3 separate regions of the Drosophila melanogaster genome follow, and regions 2 and 3 are each linked to region 1. A link is a contact called in public Hi-C data. All regions are on one chromosome and are shown on one strand. The core of a region is the stretch at or near the end of the contact, and the rest is flanking DNA. Distances in the headings are between cores, read along the strand shown.

What was found. A called contact is a pair of places that touch in the nucleus more often than the background predicts.
Region 2: a Hi-C map of the Kc167 cell line shows a contact between it and region 1, with 3 times the contacts expected there. A contact is called at or near these places in 11 of 107 Hi-C or Micro-C datasets (the Clone 8 cell line, the Kc167 cell line, the ML-DmBG3-c2 cell line and 3 more).
Region 3: a contact with region 1 is called in a Hi-C map of the Kc167 cell line, with 4 times the contacts expected there. A contact is called at or near these places in 3 of 107 Hi-C or Micro-C datasets (the Clone 8 cell line, the Kc167 cell line and wing imaginal disc) and 1 of 7 datasets of targeted methods (the Kc167 cell line).

The regions. Positions count from the first base shown.
Region 1 is chr2L:8,708,033-8,711,250 of dm6, reverse strand. Hnf4 (Hepatocyte nuclear factor 4) reads left to right here and starts at 1,640. Exons shown (of 8, transcript NM_164834.2): 1 at 1,640-2,765. It overlaps raw (raw,), which reads left to right. Exons shown (of 9, transcript NM_080050.3): 8 at 1-524; 9 at 661-1,371. The coding sequence ends at 816.
Region 2 is chr2L:8,886,485-8,889,702 of dm6, reverse strand. It overlaps lncRNA:CR44415 (long non-coding RNA:CR44415), which reads left to right and starts at 1,675. Exons shown (of 1, transcript NR_133073.1): 1 at 1,675-3,218.
Region 3 is chr2L:8,540,504-8,543,721 of dm6, reverse strand. Sema1a (Semaphorin 1a) reads right to left here and starts at 1,575. Exons shown (of 22, transcript NM_135399.5): 1 at 1,510-1,575. CG17834 reads right to left here. Exons shown (of 6, transcript NM_164827.2): 6 at 2,283-3,218. The coding sequence ends at 2,486. It overlaps tRNA:Asp-GTC-1-4 (transfer RNA:Aspartic acid-GTC 1-4), which reads left to right and starts at 2,099; the gene lies at 2,099-2,170. It overlaps tRNA:Asp-GTC-1-5 (transfer RNA:Aspartic acid-GTC 1-5), which reads right to left and starts at 1,961; the gene lies at 1,890-1,961.

The sequences.
Region 1 (3,218 bases), core at 391-2,890:
GCTGCGGTGGTGGCTTGGATCTGCGGGATGTCTATCTGGGCGGAAGTTGTGTGCTGCGCACCAAGTGGCGTCAGGAACTGGCCGTGCCCTATCTGCAGTCCAAGGGCGTCAGTTTCCATACACCGGCGCTGCACGAGAGCATCCAGCAAATGATTCTGAACCAGGAACAGAACCAGGATCAGTCTCAGCAGCCGACAGTGCCGCCGCAGGAACAGCAGCAACAGCAGCGTTCCTTTGTGCGCACTCGGCGAAAGTGCAGGGGCAACCAGCTGCAGCTGGAGGAGCAAGAGGAGCTGACCGTGGCCGAGGAGTCACTTAGCTGGTCCCTACCACCGGTCGCCGTTCGTCAGAGCCTGTTCAACCCATCGCTGCTCGACTCGAGTCGAGTGTTGCTCTTCGTCATCACCAACGAGACCCGTTCGCTGGCGCCCATGACCCTGGCCGCCCACTGCATTGGCCTCATGTACAATGTGGTGCTGGCGGTGCAAATGCTGCCCGAAGACTGTGTCCTGGGTGACGAGAAGGTGGGTTGTCGACGCAGTCCATTAGATAGTTATATCTTATATCTTGCTCATATATAACTATAAGCATATACAGCGAGTTCTATTCGTTCATTTTATTTGAACTTTTATTAACCAGACGTTATGTTTCTCCCTCCAGCTGACTGTGGCGGCCATCAAGGACTACAATCGCGGACGGTCGTACCTGATCGACTTGGCCAAGAGGCAGGGTGTGCCCGTGTTCAGCGACATTCGGGCAGCCCTCGAGTGCACCGTGGCCAAGGTGAAGGCGTACAACAACCGCGACCGCTGCTAAATCGTACCTGTATTTAAGTTCCAGCACGTGACAATTTAAGCTTATCTTTAAGTCTAAGGATTAGTGCAATTTACGTTCTACTCTTAACCCCCACTAACTTAAATGGTGTCTGATCGTATTCGGAGAACACTCTTCTACCTAGTTAACGCTATACGTAATATTATATAGATGATACAAATAACAAGTGTAAAACCACTAAAATGTCGTCGCCCAGAGAGCGCATTTCATAACCTTATGGAGAAAGTCTTGCATTCAGCTCCACTCTCTCTATGATCGCTATAAGCTATTTGCTTTATGCTAATTTATTATTTATTTAACACCATACGCGTGGTACATGTGCTAAATTAAATGTAAATATTCGAACGTGTACAATTCTTAGTGCATATATGTACAATGAAACACCAACTAAAATATATATATATATTATAATCATAGTGAGCATTCAGATCTAAAATAATATCTATATAAAAGCCCCATCATGTATATGTATACCCATAGTGACCCACTGTACCAGTTAGCTGGCAAAAAATATCTCAATAAACCAATTTTTCTAACATTTGATTGGAGAAGTTTTTTTTGGTATTGAACACTTTCTTTATATAATTTGAATATTCTTTGGAAATGGAGATTACTGTTACCTAGTAATTATAATACACATATATTTTAAACGATAAAATTTTGAATTTGAATAGTGCGCGCAGTAATTAGCTTTCGCAAGTGTCAAAAAAGCTTGGCAATCCAAGCGTAGTGCTACCAGATCGTATGTTTTTATCACAGTCTGGCAGCCCTCCACCGCGATCACTGAAAATTGACGTGATGGAAAGTCACACGCACACCACAGCAATTGCACTTTTACTCTCCGCGAATCGCTTTGTTGCTATTTTCGCGTGACTCCCTTTTGAACTTTGCCAAACAGAATATTAGCAACAAAATGTGATATTATCGCATCTTGTTTTGCTCACGCGTTTTCCGCTTTTCGCAACGGCTGTGTACTGTGCGTTGATGGTGCCATTTCCAATTTGTATCTTTCGTTCGATTTGGCGACTTTGATTTCAGTCGCCAATCGTCAATCGCTGCGCCGGGTTCTCTTCTCCACCAGTTTGAATTTGAACGTGGGTGTGCGAGTGTGTTTGCGTGAGAGAGCGGGTTCAATCAACTGCAGTTTGCAAGTCGAGCACATTCCCCGCCCCTCTCCCTACAAAAAACACCACATTTATGCAATTAATGCATATTAAACTTATAAAGTGAACGGAATTTTTGTTTGGCAAAAACAACTACGTAACAGCCATGTTCTAGTGTGCGTGTGCGAGGCAGAGAGCTAGAGAGAGAGAGAGAGAGGGAGAGAAAAAAGAGAGAGTGATAAGTGAGCGCTTTTGTAACGGAACACAGAAGCCGTAGTTGAATTCCAGTGACGTTGGAAGAAACAACTGCAAAAGGCAAAAACAAAGACAATGTTTATAAGCTGTATATTCCGCTTTGATTGATATAAATGAATATATGCAGTGCGCCAGTTATACAACTGCCCTGCAAAAGTCACTCATTAAATAAAAAACGCCCGAGATGAATTTCACAGCGGCGGCAACAAGTGCAATAATAGTAAAAAATCAAAAGCCAAACAACGAAATCTCTCCCAAAAAAACGAAGAAGCGTGTCGCGGTGCCAAAAAGAAAACAAAAATAGAAAAATACACAACAAAATAATACGGAGAAACGTTAATTATAACGAGCCACAAAATCGCATAAAGAAATCAACAAGTGTGTGTCTGCCTTTTTTTCCATATTCGCTTTCATTCATGCGGTCAACTCAACAATAACAACTCAAAATAGCAACAACAACAATAACAATATCAACAAGAGCAGCAGCAGTCGCTGATAAAAGCCCTGCAGCTAAAACAACAACAAAACAACAAAGATAGTTAGAAAGAACATCGTCTGGCCATTGAGCTTTAAGTAAGTTTATTGAGTTCTTAGTTACTGCCTTCAAGTCGCTTAACTCAACCAGTTGCCAACATTGGCTACGACTATTTGCTTAGCATTTGAGTAGGACAAGCTTTTCGGCTTAATAAACAGTGCGTTGCAAAACTGTAATGATGGGGATCCTAATCTTAAACAGTATACGAAGTATTGGCATCAAGTGGATAATATCACAAATTTACAAAAAAATTATATAAAATTTTATTGGATGAAATATCAAAATTTGATATGATCATATATTATATATATTCCAAGCTAGATATTACAAGTTTCCAAATCAACAAGTACAGAATTTATCGCAACTTAACATTATATGCATAAAATAGAAATGTGTGTACACGGCCTATCTTGATAGCACTAATATTTATCTTCTAGAAAAGTATTAAATTATAGTAAAACAAGAGAATTTACGATCTAAAAGCAAGCAGG
Region 2 (3,218 bases), core at 426-2,925, 180 kb before region 1:
ATGCTGTTCAACTCAGGAAATACGGATCCAAGAACCGCAGAAGGGAGCGACATTAAAAGTTGTCTACGAGGGTTCTCGATCGGTGGAATCACGAACAGATGATGATGGTGCCACCAAAGGGCCTTCAAACTGACACTTAAACGTTGGTTTCTTCTAGATGGGCGTCTACATTTATCATTTAGCTATAAAAACATAATTCGTAGGGGGCAGCTGCTGTCAGATCTGGACTTCCTTATGGCTATCGGTGATCCATTGTGCGTTGAGATCGTAAATCGAAGCGAATCAAAGCACATTACAATGGCATTTCTGTGACTGCGCATAATGAATGAGGAGATTATAGTTTTATTTGCTCATCAGCGCTAAAGGCTAGAACGTGATTGAATGTCCCTTGACGAAGTGCCGGACAAAGTGTTTGTGATTTTTAAAGTAATGAAGAAAAGTACACATTTTAGGTATAATACGAGATCCAGATATAACTGCATCAACCATGAGGTATTATATAGTCACACAGGCTTACGACAGTTAGAATACTTCTTAAGCCAGTTTAAATTTGGGGTTAGAAATGCATTCTTCCTGAGCAACGATCTGCCGCACAGTAAGGGTATAATAAAATCGGCGTTCTTTTTTAATTTAAATATTTAGCAAAGACCCGAACCATTCAAGCTTTCAAGCCAAGTGGCGAACCTTCGTAGAAATTAGTGGATGTTCAAACCAATTTTGTATATCTACTGTAGCATTTCAAATAAAAATACTTCTATGCCAATCGCCTTTATTTAGTCAGTATATTTGCACATGTCATTATCCTTTATAAGGATTTTGAGGGGAATCAGGCCTTGTCATCCTGATTTCTAAGGATATGTAGTCTTACACATTTGTAGAAACCGGGATGGCAACTCTCTTAATGTGTAGAAATTGTGATGGCAGCTCTAGAAATGTGTAATAATCAAAATGGCAACTCTCTTTACTTGAAGATACCGAAGGTTGCCGCCAATGTTCGTTGTTTTCAAATTGTCATGAGGGAAATTAATGAAATAATATATGCAATATTAAAGGTGCTACGTTTTTATAATTATCATTATTTTCAATATATTTATAATTTTATTAGATTTTAAATTGTACTGATACAGTTCAGCTTTTTGATGCACTATATTGCTTAGTTCGAGACAATATCTGTATCTGTAGGCAGTGCCGAACCGGTTCTATATCGCATTACCAGTCGGACATCCCCGATGAGGGACTCGGACTTGGAGTTTCGAGTCCGCCTCAGGTGTCAATGTACGTGTTGGGCAATTCTAATTAATTAATAAATTAAGAATGACAAATGATTTTCAAATGCCTTAATTAATCATTTTTAACGCACCAGCGACAGCTTTGAACGTGCGATGGACAGGTGACGCCAACCAAAATGGTCAAGGAAGGTGCCAGCGAAAATGTTTGTCCGGGCTAAACTTACGATTTCTTTTGGTGGGGATCCGGCGATAAAAGATTCATTTAGTGGTTAATTGGAAAAGTGGACAGAATACTAAATGAGTTACAATGAAATAGTTCCCTTTATAAGAAATATTTTATTCATATTACATTTTATTTATGATATTAAAATAATGTTACATGCAGTTACGGTTAATGTTTAGTTAACCTATAATACCCAAAATAAAATTACATGCGTCCGTTTATAATATTACTATAATAATCCCAAATTAACGTACTGATACATATATGAATCATTAAATGTCTCATGTAATTCCAGCAAATTTACACTGCATTCGGTTTCAGTTTTTGGCTTGATCTGAATCTGTATCCGTATCGCTTGGCTACAATCAGTTTGGTAACCGTTTAATTGGCCGACAATGGAGCTGTTTGGTCCCCGGAAAAATGTCAAGCGTGGAATGCCGGGTAAATGCGGCGGCTAATCAGAGACCGTGGCCACAAAGACAGCCGTTTGGAGTGGAGGCCAGGGCCCCATGAACATGGACCCATGATCGATTGCAGTCACCTCAACGCGAGGTGACAGTCACCGTCCGTGTCGCAGTTGACACACAGGCCACAATCGACAGTCGACTGGGCGAGGCACTTGCGATATTCCACATCCACATCGATTTCCATTTCAAATGGTAGCAATTACAAAAGGCGACCCCCGAACTATTTGACACTGTTTGCCGCTGAATGTTGATTAATTAGATCGAAGTGGACTGGCTTGGATTGGATACGATTGGATTGGATTGGATTGGCCAAGATGGCGGGGGACTCTTCTCCCTACGAGATTAGCGCATCTGGAGAGGATGGGCCCCCAAGATAAAGGTATATATATGTATATACATGTAAACCCAAATATCTGGCGTCGGCACAGCGTATTTGATCCACGATGACTAGCTTGTATTACTAAAATATGCTGAGTCTTGGTCTTCGGATTCGAACTCGTATCGCATTCGATCGCCAAACACTTTTTAGAGTAATTTCAATTTCATAATTCGTTGCGCTAATCTCGTCTTTCTCATGATCGCAGAGAACTCGCAGCTGAGTCAGTGCATCTCTTCATCCCCATCTCCACACAGATCCCAGATCCATTTCCAGCTACTTCGGATTGTGCCGCATCATGCCAATGGATCCGCTCCTCTGATTGATACATAAACACGCGCAAAACTCCTTCTCCGATCGGATCTATATCTATTTGGGTTCCATTGGCGGCATTTCTAATAGAAATGTCGAGTATCCAAAGAAATCAGAAGACTTTCGTTTTTTTCCCCGGCATACTTTTGTTGTGGGCTGCTTCTTCCGTCGGCCGTCTTTTTAACTGTCTAAGCCCTTCCGCCGCCTTTATCAATAAGCCAGCCGAGATAAGCCAACTGGCTTGGGGCGCAGGAGTCGAGCGACCCTGCTTCCTTGGCATGTCAGCTATTTTGCATAACTGACAGCAGAACCCATACCTACAAGAACGGCACATACTCAGACCTCCAGCAAACAATCAAATGCTGTCTAGTGCCAAGAGTGGGCGTTCCAGGGGGAGTTTACCGACCAAAAATGCTCTGCACAGTGGTAACGGATTAAAGGTACAGATTAAAGTTGAGCAAATCGATGCAGTAATAAATATATTATATATAACATAAACTTAATAATATATACTTAAGCTGAACACAGAAATGAAAAATGTTGCCTCTCTTTTAAAGGCTGCATGAAATTCCTGAATTGCATACCTTTAAATCAAATCCAAAGTAATGCAT
Region 3 (3,218 bases), core at 326-2,825, 170 kb after region 1:
ACTCACACTAGCTCTCGATTGCACATGTTTCTAAATTGAGCAATTACCAATTTATTAATTAATGTACACAATGGACAAATCACTTTTCACAATTGCGCGACACAAAGGTAGCGGTGCTGGAATTTGTTTATCAACGCGAAAGAAACATTTATATCCTTGTCGAATATCCGGAAATTAACAAGAAAATATCTTGAAAAATAATATTTTACAAGAAACCAAATTTCGTTTTATGCAGCGTTTCTACCGGCGATTTATCCAATATTTTTGTTTATTTATTAATGCTGTTTTCAGATATTTTCCAACCGGAGCAACAACGCGCTGCAGCAGCGCGGGCGTTAAATTTTCGAATGAAAAGGGAACTCGCACGAAAGAGAGTTCAGTCTCAAATGGCACTTTCTCTGGCGCTAGGGCATTTTCCGCGCGTTAGTGCGTTTTCCAGCGCTGACTGCGAAGTCGCGAACGGTCACTTTTTCGGTTCTCTTTTTCTCTCTCCTCTCTTCTCTTAACAGCTGGTCAACAAACAATATGCAAATTAAAAAAAAAAACAATAAGGATAATTATTTTATTGACCTAAATATTAAACTAAGAGCGTGCTACTAAAAATTTATATAAAAATTGCAGGCCATAACACCATGTTATTTATATTACCGAATTTTATTGGAAAAAATGTTGTCTATGGCAAATTGAAAACATTAAAAAATATTAATAAATTTTTATCTAAAATTACTCAAACGATAAAATGCTTGAGCTCTTTTATTTGTTCACGCAAAATTGGAAAACACATACACGGTTAAGTTTCTTATTTCATAAACATATTAGTTTCTTGTGTCCTTTAGAAGGAACACGCTTAAAGAGAAATTTTAAAATGAGAGGCTCTCTTCAATAAGCCCTCTCCTCTCACTATTTCCTTTTCGTTGACTGAAACTCCCCCTCAATATAATCGGCCGCTTTAAACTCTTATTCTCCCTCGCGATACTTAAAATAATTAATTTAGTTATTCAAAAAAAATCAAGAATATTTTGAAAATTATGGAAAATACATAGTTTCAATTCAAATAGAAAATAGAAATAATGTTTGAAATTTCCGTCGTTCCGCTCTCAGTGGGCGCGGGTGAGACTGCGCCTGTCAAGGGCGTTTGTGTACGAATTTTGAATATCAACAATCTGAGGGCACGTGTAGAAAAAAATTTTTAAAAATTATATATTAGGAGAACACTTCTATAATCAGAAACCATATTTAGTCACCAAAAATAGTTCTTCTCGAATAATAAATACGTTTGGTACCTGGTACCTAATTGAAACCTGGCAGCTCTACACTCTTTTCCTATTAGGTTCTCTCTTAAAACGCGCTCTCTGTTTTGCCGGCCGTTTATATGTATTGCTTTATTTATAATTTACAATTTAACCAATTCACTTGGACACGCTTCTTATTCATATTTGTTTAATTCACAACTTAATAAATTATTAGGGCACTCTACGAAATATATTGTTTATGTTTTTATATGAGCACCTTGCAAATAAAACAACTAGAATGTTTTGTTGTACAAACAACACACACGCCAATACGAATGAAAACTGGTCGACTAGCGTTGCCATTGGGAATTTCTACAGCCAGTGCTACCATATTGGGTGGTAAGCTAAATGGGTCCGGCTTACAGTTACCCCTTAACAAAACTTATATACCCGTTGAAATGTGTTTCATTATATATCACTTCCAGGATGACCTAATTAAATATACATGTTTGACGTTTTTTTAAGCTATATGGTGCAATTTTTTATTTTAATTTGTTGGTCTGAAACATGTATTGCATTACTTAAATTTTGAAATTAAAAAATTAAAAAATTAAATTAATAAATTAAAACAATCAACAAAAAGTAATTTTTACATCTCTCCCCGACGGGGAATTGAACCCCGGTCTCCCGCGTGACAGGCGGGGATACTAACCACTATACTATCGAGGATGTTGTCTACCCACTGTCAAACAACCGTCTCGAGCTTGCACACTGTCTTCAGAGTACAAATGGGGAACAGATGAAATTGAAACAAGCATTCACACTCCGCAAACGGAAAACCCGAGTTTGACTCACTTTGTATAACATCCTCGATAGTATAGTGGTTAGTATCCCCGCCTGTCACGCGGGAGACCGGGGTTCAATTCCCCGTCGGGGAGATAAGTGCATTTTTTTTCAAGCTCGCATTTATTTCTTTTAAAATGGTACAAATAGATATCGTTTAGATTTTTATAAAGATTTATTAAGTAGGATCTTTAATCGCTGTTTTTTGTGGTAAAATACAATTTATTTTGTAATATCAATCATTAATTCAAAATGAAGTACATCTGAATACTGAGGAATTGTTTGGACAAGGTCATTGCTTAGAAGATAATACAGAAAACGCATAAGCAGGTACTAAAGGCTAATAAATTTAAAACATTAAAAACATGGACAAAGTGATTAACAAATAAATATGTATATCTGCAGTGCGACTAGTCAACCTGCTTGCCCTCGTCGCGATTTCGTTTGAAGGACACGGAATGAATAAGTAAGGGCGGTAGATTGCCACGCAGCATCTGGAGTCGTTTGCTCTTCTCCTTCTCTGGCCGTCGCAGTTCGTCCTTGGAGGACCCGGGCGAGGCAGAGGACGAGGCCATCGATGGCGACATGGAGGCCAGTGAACTGGCGCCGGGCAGCACCTCAGAGCTCTGGGTCAATAGCATGGCAGATCGACGGAAGTAGCGCGGCATGGAGTAATCATCCTGTGTGGCCCGAGCAGCATTCGCCGTTTGAATGGAATAGAGACTCTGCGATACCCGGTACTTCTCAATAGTGGGCGTGTCCTCGTAGTTCTTAGGCAGATTACTGAACGATATCGATGGCACCTCCGGCGTCATGCTGATCTGACTGCTTCCGGTCATCGTACCGCTAATGGAGAATATATCCGTCTCACTGGCCGACGAACGGACATTCATGTGCGGAACGCTCTTGGCGGATCGCAGGATCCGTTTGGGCGTGGTCGTCAGTCCACTGGGGTTGGCCAGCAGATGAGGATGCCGGTCGATGAGGCGAGGTCGCAGCACCACCTCCTCCATGATCTCCTCCTCCTCATCGGCCTTGTCGTCCTCCTTCTCCTCCTCGGCAATGGCCTCGAACTTTTTGGGAGTAAGTGTCGTTTGGCTACCCGACGGCGAGCATTCGGCCGAACTGGGAGCCAGGGTGAAG